2 separate regions of the Ovis aries genome follow, and region 1 is linked to region 2. A link is a contact called in public Hi-C data. All regions are on one chromosome and are shown on one strand. Each heading gives the region's core, a stretch centred on a gene start, on an enhancer-like site or on the middle of the called end of the contact. The rest is flanking DNA. Distances are from core to core; before and after follow the strand shown.

Region 1 (6,782 bases), core at 1,134-3,633, 50 kb before region 2:
TTCTCCCAGCTTCATTAAAAGGAAAAGAATGGCATAGCTGTTTGAAAACCATTAATCAAAACAATTTAATAGGAGCCCTTATTAAAATATTAATAAAAATTCAACAGTTTATAAAGAACTAATTTTGAATAACAAATTGGTCAGTGTGAAAAAAATAGGGATTTTTAAAAATAAAACTAGAATTCTCAAAGTGGTTGAGGAGGGTAGTATATCAAATATTCCTTCTCAAGTTAGAGAAAAATAAGGGAATAGTAGCAAGGAGTTGGCATAAAGTTAGGTACAATCTAAGCCTAAGTGTATAATACCTTGAGCACCCAGTAGGAACTAAAGATCAAGAAGAATAAAACAAAACTTAATCATGTTATTTTTTTTGCAAAACTTTTATTTTCATGCCATTTAAAAAATGTAACAGTAGTTTTAACTTCTTTGTTCCAAAACAAAGAGAAACACCACATAGTAAACGTTAAACGAGGCATTATGCCTTACAAGCAAGACATAAAATGTCCAAGGGAAATTTCAACATTAAAATGTTGATCACATAATATGAAATCATTTCAATAAATAACAACTGACATTCTTTAAAAAAAAGTACAGAAATAGAAATGCACATACTTTCCCTGATTCTAGTAGTGATTTCACTGATTATAAGAACTTCCCTCTCCCACTCATCGACTCCGCCTCTCTCTCAGAGCCTAGCACTTTATGGTCTTCCAATAAATATCAGTTGAATAAAACATTTAAAACTCATCATCTTCATATTAAATAACAATCAGGACTGGGTTATGTTTGATTAACATAATCACATCTTTAAACACTAACATGTAAAAGACTAAAATACCAGCTTTGAAAAATAAATACATATATAAATAAATAGAACTCATATAAAATAGTCCAGCACATCACGTCCTTTCTAGTTGTCCCTGGAAACCAGCCGTTCTCGTCTTCATTTTCAGTTCCTGTAAGAGCAGAGACCACTTTTCAGGAACTGTCACCAGTGAATTTCTTACTTCCCTCTAGGTCAGTTGGTGCTGCCCCTACAATGAGAAAAGGGTTAGGGTTACAGGTGCTGAGGAAAGCTATTCTTCTTGTACAGGCCCCAAGGCTGGAGGGACTTCTGCATGGAGACCCTGGCCCAGCTTTGCACTCAGAAAAGGTTTCTGCTAAAAAAGATTTTAAAACTTTCACAGGCATCCTAGAACTCAGGGAGCTTTCACTGCAAAGTCCTGCTCTTCACTGGTAAGTTTCTGAGGTCCTGGTTGCCGGAAACCCGGGTCTCCATTTTTCAGGTAGAAACCATTGAGGAATGGAGGTAAACAACATCTGTTCTTTAATGGGTTGGAAGCATTTTACCATTTCTGGTTAAATTTACTTAGTCTTTTAAAATCGCTCAGTTGTGTCTGATTCTTTGTGACTCTATGGACTGTAGGCTACCAGGCTCCTCTGTCCATGGAATTCTCTAGTCAAGAAGATTGGAGTGGGTAGCCATTCCCTTCTCCAGGGGATCTTCCTGACCCAAGGGTTGAACCTGGGTCGCCTGCATTGCAAGTGAATTCTTTACCTTCTGAGCCACCAGGAGAGCCCTACTTAATCTTTTAGGAACATACAGGTTCATTTGAATGGGGATGGAGAGGAGGGTCAGGACAGAGGGAGCTGGAAACAGCCTTCGGACACTAGAGCAGATCAAATTTAATGGGAAATAATGGTTTTTAGTCCTACAACTAAACTGTGGGTTTATCAAATACTATTTTCAGGAAGTAGATGCCAGTATTTGAGGGCAATGGCTCTAGTTGCAAGTAGGAATAAAATCCATGACTTACTTGTTTAGCATCTTATTGATGATTTTCTTAACCATGGGAGCTTCAGGGTTGAGACAAGCTTCCTGACCATTCTTAAGAGTGGCTCTGCAGAGAGAAGGGAGAATCCACGTGAGGCAGGAGGTCGGGCTGTAAGTCTAGGTTGGGGCATCCGGACTGCCGGGGTGATAAGAACAACAACAATGGCTCTACTTACATGACTTCGGTTTGGCCGCAGTGGGGGCCCGGGGGCGTCACCTTGACGCTCTGGATGTTCTTGAGGTGAATCCCCTGCAAAGTCTGCAGGCAATGGCAGCGCAGTTCATTGACCACGGGCGCCCCTGCGGGAAGGACAGAGTGGGTTAGGGGCTGCCCCCATGGGTACCCGCCCGTCCCCGTCCCGCCCAGTGGATCCCGGGCTCCGGTTCTCACCTGCTGCGCGCCGGCCGGCGGCCACCAGGAGCAGGAGCAGCATCGCGGCGCGGAGGAGGCGGGGAGCGGCGGTCGCGGCTCGGGCCATGGGTCTCAGCTCGGAGGGTCTGTGTCTGCGGCGGGAAGGCTGGCGGGAGCGCTGGCTGAGCGGGCTCTGTGGCTCTCGGAGCCTAGCGAACCCCTTTTATCCATGGTTGGGGCGGGAGTTGGCAGCCCCGGGCCCGGGAAATTCCCGGACGCGCGGGTCATTCCCGGGTCCGGAAGGAAGGCTTGGCCCCGCCTGCCTCCCGGGGAGTCCACGCACGCGGGGTGTCCTCTTTGTGCCCAAATCCCCACGTGGGGAATGAGTGGCCGCCAGGCTGGGGCTACCTAAGGTCGAGAGGGGTGCCGTGGGCGCCCGGACACCCCTGGTTGTCAGCGGACGTTGTCAGACTAGTATAGGGACTGCACCACAGTTTAGGGGGGAGTTAATTTCTTTCAAAGACACTTCCATTTTGGAGATTGAACGAGTTGAGGCTAGAATGGCAGCCTTTGTTTGTTTGTTTTGTCTATCTTTCCTTTTTCTTTAATTTGCATTTTGTAGACTTTATGAATCCCTGACATAAATGCACTTTTTAAAATAACATATCATCTCAGTTTATATGTAAGAACCTTTGTCTAATACCTGATGTTCTAGGATCAAAAATAAATCACACTAGTGCCATTGTTTTGTTTTGTTTTGTTTGAGATATGAACTGGGGGCGAGGGCCAGGGACCTGACTATTAAATGGGTTGATTCCCTGTTTATTTTAGGATACTGTGTTGTAATCTGTTATCTGTCCTCTCTTCGAAATTCTGGAACTTAGTGATTCCAAGAGCACCACTTTTTGTTACACAGAAGGCTGTGTTTTCACTCACCGCAGATATAAGGTATTATAAAGGGCCAAGTTGGGCTCAGGAGGTCCCTTCACCTTTCCTAGGCCTGTCTGTGGGCAGAAAAGATCTTAAGATCAGAAAGTGAGTGCCTAAGATTCCTGACTTTAAACAGCAGATATGGCTTTGGACACAAATACTAGATTACTAATACATTTCACTCCATGTTATTTGAATTTGCCTATTTCTTTGAACTAATTCCTCCTGGGAATCAACTATCAATGTACTTACATTTCAAATTCTATGTAACTGAGGCCTTCTCACTTGCAGCATCAGTTTCAATATCCCTTTTTAGATTAAACTGTAGTTGGTCTAAGTTGACCCTCCAGAGTAGGTAAGGACTTTGGGGATGTGTGTGATGTTCTGTGGATGCTGTGAGAAGGATTGGGGAGTGGAGGAAGAGGGTCTGCCTCAGGAACAGAGGGATTTTGTCAATCAGGCTGTCAAGGCTGAAATCTCAACTGTACATTTACCTGCCACCATGGGATCATGGGCAGTTTATTTAATCTGTCCCTGTTCTTGCTCTTCCTCTGTTAAAGCGAGCTAATGATAGTGTCTACCTCACAGAATTGTTATGAATATGAAATGTGTTAACATTTCTAGAAGAGTGTGTGCTCAGTAGTATCCAAAGGGTAGCACATATTAAGTGCTATATAAATATTTGCTAAATAAAATAGAAATGTTTACAGCCTTACTGTTATGCATTAAATGTTAGTGCCCTCCAAAAATTCCTATGTTGAAGCCCTATACCTCACTGAGATGGTATATGACTGTGGAGACTTTTGGTGATTAGGTTTATTTGAGGTCATCAGGATGGGGTCATCACAGTAGGATTAGTGCCTTTATAGCAAAAGGTCGTCTCTCTTAGTGATGTGAGAATAAAGCAAGGTGATTTCACCACCTGCAAACCAGAAGAAGATTCTCACCAGATATCAAATCTGCAGACACTTTGATCTTGCTTCCCAGTCTCCAGAAATGTGAGAAATTTGTTGTTATTCAGTCCCTAAGTTGTGGCTGACTCTTTGCGACCCCATGGACTGCAGCATGCCAGGCTTTCCTGTCCTTCACTATATCCTGGAGTTTGCTCAAACTTCTGTCCATTGAATCAATGCTGCTATCGAACCATCTCATCCTCTGTCGTCCCCTTCTCCTCCTGCCTTCAATCTTTCCCAGCATCAGGATCTTTCCCAATGAGTTAGCTCTTTCTATCAGGTGGCCAAAGTATTGGAGCTTCAGCTTCGGCATTAGTCCTTCCAATGAACACTCAGGACTGATCTCCCTTAGGATGGACTGGTTGGATCTCCTTGCAGTCCAAGGGACTCTCAAGAGTCTTTTTCAGCACCACAATTTCAAAGTATCAATTCTTCAGTGCTCAGTCTTTGCTTATGGTCTGACTCTCTCATCTGTACATGACTCCTGGAAAAATCATAGCTTTGACTGTACGGACCTTTGTCGGCAAAGTGATGTCTCTGCTTTTTAATATGCTGTCTAGATTTGTCATAGCTTTTCTTCCAAGGAGCAAGTGTCTTTTAACTTCATGGTTGCAGTCACCATCCACAGTACTTTTGGAGCCCAGGAAAATAAAGCCTGCTATTGTTTCCATTTTTTTTCCCATTTATTTGACATAAGTTGATGGGACTGGATGCCATGATGTTAGTTTTTTGAATGTTGAGTTTTAAAGCAGCTTTTTCACTCTCCTCTTTTACCTTCATCAAGAGGTTCATGTTTGTTATTTAAGCCTAGTCAACCCAGGAGAAGGGAAAGGATACCCACTTCAGTATTCTGGCCTGGAGAATTCAGTCCATGGACTATACAGTCCATGGGGTCACAATGAGTCAGACACGACTGAGTGACTTTCACTCACTCGGTGTATGACATTTTGTTATAGCAGCCTGACCTGATTAAGTTACTTGCATAAATACAACATGGTGATCCATCCCAGTATTCTTGCCTGGAGAATCCCATGGACAGAAGAGCCTGGTGGGCTACAGTCCATGGTGTTGCAAAGAGTCAGAGTGATTGAGCAACTAAACAACAACCACAATAAACACAACAACCCATGTTGTAAAGAGAATATATATATATATATATATTTATTTATTTCAGAGAAACATATCGTAATTTATCTTTAAATTTTTTTAGCATTAGAAATTTCGTAAGGGGGAATGCACTCATATTCTTTGAGAATCTTAGAATAGATTTTTTAAATCCACTGGTTGCTTTCAGTTACTTCTCAGATAAAATAGGAATAAGAGTAAAAAAAATTTCCCAATTCATTTATGAGAAAATATTTAAGAAATGACTGTCTATCTGCCTTGGGCATTAACAGTTAGTTGCTCAAACAATGAAAAGTATTAGCTGTAATGGTTCCCAGACCCAACCCAAAGTAGTGACCTGAATAAATACCAAGGAAGAGCAGAATTTCAGCTTACTTACAACATCAGCCAAAAGGATGAGACATGTCAAGAATCAACTCTTTATCTGTAGAATTATCTATAACATGACCTCTGGAACTTTGTTAAATTAAAATCATTTACTTTCAGGAAGAAATAAAAAAGGATTGTTTTTCTTTTAATAATGTACTGCTTTCCATTATTTAATTCAGGTCAGCCCCAGAGTTAGTTTTAGAAAATTTTAAATGAAACTCATCAGGATAAGCAAATTATTTCTTGTTTTTAATGTGTCCTGAATGCCGCTTTTATATGCGCAAGCCATAAATCAATGCAATCATGAATTCAGTGGAGTCAGCTCAATTTCCTAAATTCCATTTTATTCTGTAATTGTAAGGGTATCTTTGAGATTTGATTAATACAGGGTAACATGCCTGCAGAGTCTAAGGTCACTGTTCCATGCTGAACACTGACCTTGCTCATTGGCCAGCATGAATGAGTGGTGTGGCTCTGCTGTGTCCTAGCTGACCTTGAGAGCTCTGTTGGCATAACTGCCACTGCTACCATCCCCATTTCCTCACAGCTATGGTTTGTGTAGAACAGTTCTACACTTAAGGGAGAAAATGAAGATGGCTGAACAGGTTACTAGATCCCAAGATCTCCCATCCTTCTAAGAATGCTCAGTTGAACGACAGTGTTAACCTCCCCTTCCGAGCTCTACTATGAGTACGTCTGCTGCTTTCTCTACCTGTCTCCTGATTGGCACCCACATTTCTTCTTTTCCTTCTTTTTTTGGGGGAGGAAGGGGTTCACACAGGTGCAGCAGGGACCTTACTTCTCTATCGATCTGACACTCTCGACAGTGAAAGTGTGTAGTCCTAATCACTGGATCACCAGAGAATTCACCTTCTTTCTTCTTAAAACAGAACCTTGGTTTTCCTTTGGAAATCCCTGCCTTTGCCCTTGGCAGTCCATGTGATTAAAGTGACTTCAATTCTGAAGACAAAGTTTGTGACCCAAGGACACTGTTGCTCCCTGCTTCCTACCTATGTCCTTGCCCACGTCTACATGGGTTCACAATGGAGCTAATGAGTTAAGGTTGGCTAATAAGACTGTCAATTGTGCAGGAGCATAGGGAATTAAGAGGCTCTGAGAGGCTCTTGCTTCTAGCTGGGATTGCTAAACTGGTAAGATGGAAATCTGCCGTGTTGTCATGACTTAGGGAGTGCTTGCCTGAAAATATAATGTCACAGAG
Region 2 (6,226 bases), core at 1,082-3,581:
GAGTGAAAAAGTTGGCTCAAAGCTCAACATTCAGAAAATGAAGATCATGGCATCTGGTCCCATCACTTCATGGCAAATAGATGGGGAAACAGTGGAAACAGTGTCAGACTTTATTTTTTTGGGCTCCAAAATCACTGCAGATGGTGACTGCAGCCATGAAATTAAAAGATGCTTACTCCATGGAAAACAAGTAATGAGCAACCTAGATAGCATATTCAAAAGCAGAGACATTACTTTGCCAATAAAGGTCCATCTAGTCAAGGCTATGGTTTTTCCAGCGGTCATGTATGGATGTGAGACTTGCACTGTGAAGAAAGCTGAGCAGCAAAGAATTGATGCTTTTGAACTGTGGTGTTGGAGAAGACTCCTGAGAGTCCCCTGGACTGCAAGGAGATCCAACCAGTCCATTCTGAAGGAGATCAACCCTGGGATTTCTTTGGACTGATTTTGAAGCTGAAACTGCAGTACTTTGGCCACCTCATGCGAAGAGTTGACTCATTGGAAAAGACTCTGATGCTGGGAGGGATTGGGGGCAGGAGGAGAAGGGGATGACAGAGGATGAGATGGCTGGAAGGCATCACTGACTCGATGGATGTGAGTCTGGGTGAACTCCAGGAGTTCGTGATGGACAGGGAGGCCTGGTGTGCTGCGATTCATGGGGTCGCAAAGAGTCAGACATGACTGAGCGACTGAACTCAACTGAACTGAAAGTCAGAGATAATTTAGGTGCATCTGAAATATGTCACCAACATCAATTTAAAACATGATAAAAATTTCATTTTTCCACAATGAGTTTTTAGCTTATTCAATTAATTAAAGCAAGAAGAAAAAGACCATCTATTATAAAATGTGGGAGAATAAATTTAAATGAGAAGATGCTAATGCTTTCTGCCTAACAGAGATGCAAATTGAACCACAATGAGGTACTAAGAAACAATATATCAAACAACTCTGAGCATTAGTATACGGAAAAAGGTGAACACATACATTGCCCAAAGAGAAATGTAAATTCATATAACCACTCTGCAGATGATTAAGTAGCTTTCTAAATTACTTTCTACCAGCAACAGATCATCTGGATACATAGACAAGATATACTTGACAGAGAATAAGGGGTACTGGGCTTCATGGGAACTGTCTAAGATGGTAAGAAGTTGGCATCTATGAATGCTTACTTTCAAAGCACTTTTAAAAAGATTGTATTATCCTGAATCTAGAAGCTGGAATTTGCAACTGTGTGATAATGTACATGTTATAACTTTTGAGGTCCCCAAAACAAGGTGTAGTATTGAGAAGATAAAATTCCTTGAATAATCTATAGAATTAAAGAAAGGAATCTGGTGACCCTGGTCATACAGATCTAAAATTTATAGTAGAAGAAGGCACATTGACAAGACTATTTTTACTCTCTTTAAAGTACAGGTATATTAGTGCCACAGCATGCTAATGAAAACTATCTCAATACAAGGGAAAGATGGGGAAAAAATAAAGCATACTCCTTTTCTCTCCTGGGCGTCATTATAGAAACCCCCATGATTTGGATCTAAAAAGCTTTTATATAGGAGAAGCTCAAGTAATCAGCAAATAGAAAGATAAAATAGAGGGGAAGATTTGTGCTGGGGTTTAGGTATACTCTGTAGATGAAAAGTACACTAGATATATGAAAGGGAAGCAAGTAATGGTAACATTGAGTAACTGAAGTATATTAAACAATTTTGGATAATTATTTTTGGTAGAGACCAATGGTCTAAGAACCTCTATTAAAGAAAAGTTGACCAACACAATTACTTTGAAATCTCCTCATATATACATTTTGAGTTATAGTGAAAAAGAGTCCCAGGAAAAACTTGACTGACAGAGGGTTTCTGTACTTTTATTGGTCAACAAAAGTTGGCTGTTAAGTATTTATTTTCCAAACCCTGTTATGAACTCTTTAGCTTGTTGTGAAGCCCTGGTTTCAGAGTGAGATTATGAGATGGTAATACTAGGTACCAAAACCTATTGAAAGGAAGGAAAAAACCACATTTTCCTCCTCAAAAAGATTTTTAATGAACTTTAATAGATGCTTCTGGGCTGATCTGAGTACTCCCAATAGGATTTAATACCTAAGAAGATAATCTGTGTTGAAACTCACCCGGAAGAACTAGTGTAACTGGCAATGGGTGGCAGCCGAAGAAGAAGGTGCCTCTCTTTTCAGATGCAGCACCAGAAACAAACACTTTCATTAGAGCAATCATTTTTTTTTTTTAGTTCAGGGGATCAGTGGTGTGATCTGTGGTGTTCCTATCCAGTGAGGAATAGTTATGTTGCCTTTGCCAGCTTCATTCTATTGTGAAATTCAGTTGCCTTTTTATTCCAACTGAGTCCTCTGGGCCAGACTTTCTGGCGCCTGAGGAAATTCTTTGAGATAACCAATTTCTATCTCTCTTTGCAACTTTAATGAAGCGTACTTTTCCTACAAAAACTGTACATATTTAAAATGAACAACTTTATGGTCTTTGGTATACATATATGTTTATGAAATCATCACCAGATTGTTCCATCATCAAAAACATCCATCTTAGTAAGTAAAATATCCATCACCCTCAAAAGTTTCCTCATTCCTCATCTGTCCCTCTAACCTTACCTCTCAAGTCCTGAGGAAAACACTAGTCTGCTCAGAGACTCCTAAGAAGAGTGGTCCCTACGGATTAAGGTGAAGCTGCAAGATCTAGTTCAAAGGTCATGCCATATCACTTGTGTCATATCCTATTTGTCAAGGAAGTCACTGATGCCAACTCAGATTCAGAGGAGGGTAATTAGATTCTACCTCTCAATGGAAGAAGTCGCAAAAAAATTCTTAGCCACCTTTAAATTACTGCAACAGTACTGAAAACCACTACAATAGCCTAACCTATTTTAGTGTTAGAGTTACCAAAGTACAAAGTTTTGATGTGACATCAACTTTGAATAAACATAATTAACTCTAAAATCCCAAATGGGATGCTCAGGACTGAAAACTTTGAGTCAAAACCTTTGTTAGATACCTGCCACGTTGTTTGGGCCTCTCAATAAAAATAATTACCTTTCACTGTCTTCTTAAAACTTCCAAGGAGAAAGTCTTCCAGTTTTTATCCACTTCTTATGCAGGCTAGAAAAAGGAAAAACATAATCTTCAAGGTGCATGGGAAACATTCACTGACCCCGTTTTTAAAAGGGATGTGATCATTGCAGATCCTCTGCGTTATGTGGATTCTGCCATCTTTCAGTCTCAGAATTTCATGTTGCAAACCTGTTTAGGATATTACCAAGAAAGAAGAACTACACTTCAAAACATCCTGAAAAGATTTAGAGCATTAGAGAAAGTGTGGTCACGGATTGACTTTTCAGGAAGCAGATATTCATGAAAAAGTTCTCGATATCTATTGAACAACAAGTGCCTGCAGTTAACTCTACTGTACTGTACGCTTAAGCATGGTTAAGGGAGTAAAACTGATGTCATGTGCTTTTCATCACAGTTTAAAAAAACAGGAGGCAAATTCCAAGATGATCTTGGAGTCTAAGACATACATTAAGGATCAGAACCTAAGAAAAAAGGGGGAGGGAGCAGAATTGGACAGAAGAAAACAGTTGAATTGTTCTGCAAGCCCTACATAGACTTAGCCCAGAGAACAAGCCCCAGGGCAAATAATGTCACCCCACCTGAAGCTGAGATGACCCACCTTTACACTCTCACCGAGCCACAGAATGCAGGCTGACCCAGGAAGGCCATGATCTTGCTCAAAGCGGCTCCCTGCCCCCAGACAGGAAAGTTCTTCCATGAAGTGGGGATTGGGTTATGGAACCCCATGTCTACACCAACACTGGACACACGAAATTCAAACAACAAAGGGAGCCGTTTCTAAAGTAGCGTTTCTATTTTTAAGGATGTTGTCTGTGATCCCTGAAGGAAAAATACAGGATGCATAATTCAGTGAAAATTCCAGCACACTGTAAATAGAATTCAAGAGTATTTAACACTAATTTTAGCTTGAAAAATGTGTGTTCCTCAGTTCCACACACACACACACACACACACACACGCACAAATTATCTTTTAACATGACTGAAAGGTCAAAAATAGATCATAGGGGAATAAGTACCAGGCATGTCATTATTTATGCTTTGTAATTTCTATACTGTTGAGTTTGTTCATAATATTATCAGTTCTTTGGTTTTCTTCCAGGATTATTGCCTTTTTATGTTATTTTGTCCATTTAGAAATACAGAGTCTCTAATCCAAAATATGCTAGTAACATACAATTTGAAGCTTTAAAATGTTCCTAAACGGTGATACATTGATTTACTTCATGTCATTTTTCACTTGCACATAGAACAGCTTTTTTCATATCTTCAACCAGAATATTTTGAGGCTTCTTAAGACCTCACTTGCTCTCTGCAGGGACTTAGATAAATTATTTATTTCTTCTAAACCTTGGCTGCCTCATCTGTAAAGTGGTGATATGATGGCATTGACTTCATAGGATTCTTGTGAGCATAAAATGATTTACTATATTAATATATAGATGTTTATGGCAGTGGCTGGGACATAGAAACAAGTCAACTTAGTATAACACTGACAATCATGCTTTCACTAGTAAACATTAGCCATTACCATATGGAACCCCTTTGCAAAATATATTTGTTGAAAGGTAACAATTTAGTAATTGAAATAAAATTTCTGACCCCAGGTTTCAGCCTCCAGGACTTTTCTAAATCCGTCACAAGGTGGCCCCAAATCCATATCTCTTCAAGGCTCTGTATTCATGGAAAATGATTCAAACAGTACGAATTTACTACAGCAAACGTTTATGGTAATAATAACAATTGAAAGTGTAGGTGGTCTCCTTAATAATCAACTGCCCCCTGGTTGGAACAAGATAGAAAAACAAGCCTCATATGTTTGAAATGGTCAAGAAGGCTGTTAAATGTGTCTATATATTTTTCTTCAAGGCTAGTCTCAATAAAAGTGGTTAATGAATTATACTTGACATTGAACACTTCAAATAGTGTATGGCCTAGCCTGCCTGGATGAGAAAAATCTCTAATCTTTACTTTTTTCCTCTTTTATAAGTTGGTTAGTTAGCAATTATTTATTTTTTGGTTTTTACCAAAAATACTTGCAAAGCAGTTTCAGAACCCTTTCCTCTTTATTTTCTTCTACCTGAAACACAGAGAAAAGCTGTAAATTATAAATCATGTAAGATCCTGTCAGGAAAGCCACAGATTAAAGGTTTTATAAGATCATGACTAATTCATTATTTCTACCTCTTATTTCCTTAAGGTCTTAAGATAGAGCCTCAAAGACTTCCTTCAAGACAGTGAAAAATGCTTTCCAGGCTAGATAATGTAATTCTAGGAGAAATGCTTGGCAATTGATTGCAACTGGTAGATATTTGAATAAAACATAAAATAATTGATACAGTGACCATTTAAGAACTACCTTGGGCTTCCATGGTGGCTCAGACAGTAAAGCATTTGCCTGCAATGAGGGAGACCTAGGTTTGATCCCTGGAGAAGGAAATGGCAACCCACGCCAGTACTCTTGCCTGGAAAATTCCGTGGATGGCGGAGCCTGGTAGGTTACAGACCATGGGATCACAAAGAGTCGGACATGACTAAGCAACTTCACTGATTCACTGGTTATTGTGGTATAGAGGTTAAAAATATCCATCACCCTCAAAAGTTATAGATAAGAATCAGAACTTTGGTATTCTAATTTAATTCAATAGTGGCATAGCTTGAATAAGTCACTTCAAGATAATCAAACTTTCTTCATGGAGGTTTTTATGAGATTTGAAGTAGGTCACATGTGCTTGTAAAGTGCTGAACATTTTGCCTGGAATATGAAAGAAAAAGTGAAAATGTTTAGTCAATCAGTCATGTCCAACTCTTTGTGACCCCATGAACTGTGGCCCACCTGGCTCCTCTGTCCATGGAATTCTCCAGGCAAGAATACTGGAGTCGGTTGCCGTTTCCTTCTCCAGGGGATCTTCCTGACCCAGGGATTGAAGCTGGGTCTCCTGCACTGCAGGCAGATTTTCTACTGTCTGAGCCACCAGGGAAGCCCTGCCTGGAACATGGTAAGGACCTAATAGTACTTCTGGTTACCATCTTCACTCGTGATACCATGGGATAATGGAAAGAATTAATTTAATCTTCAGTGGAAAGATCCAAACACATCTCAACTGATTCTGAATTCAGCTTC

The links. A called contact is a pair of places that touch in the nucleus more often than the background predicts.
Region 1: a Hi-C map of liver shows a contact between it and region 2, with 3 times the contacts expected there. The contact joins the promoter of LOC101104661 here to the enhancer-like site in region 2. A contact is called at or near these places in 7 of 16 Hi-C or Micro-C datasets (liver, mixed tissues, omental adipose tissue and 2 more).

What each region holds. Positions count from the first base shown.
Region 1 is chr6:89,808,317-89,815,098 of ARS-UI_Ramb_v3.0, reverse strand. It overlaps LOC101104661 (growth-regulated protein homolog gamma), which reads right to left and starts at 2,383. Exons shown (of 4, transcript XM_012180145.4): 1 at 2,226-2,383; 2 at 2,011-2,134; 3 at 1,818-1,901; 4 at 362-956. The coding sequence starts at 2,313. The coding sequence ends at 950. It overlaps LOC105615523 (a long non-coding RNA gene), which reads left to right and starts at 1,021. Exons shown (of 7, transcript XR_009601075.1): 1 at 1,021-1,236.
Region 2 is chr6:89,758,531-89,764,756 of ARS-UI_Ramb_v3.0, reverse strand. LOC105615523 (a long non-coding RNA gene) reads left to right here. Exons shown (of 7, transcript XR_009601075.1): 3 at 1-6,101. Among named protein-coding and RNA genes, the nearest start is that of CXCL1, 72 kb to the right of the region's middle. Within about 2 kb of position 2,331, at least 4 of the 54 cell types and tissues checked have an H3K27ac peak or open chromatin away from gene starts, as enhancers often do. A contact at or near this core is called in liver and tail adipose tissue, where this site is marked.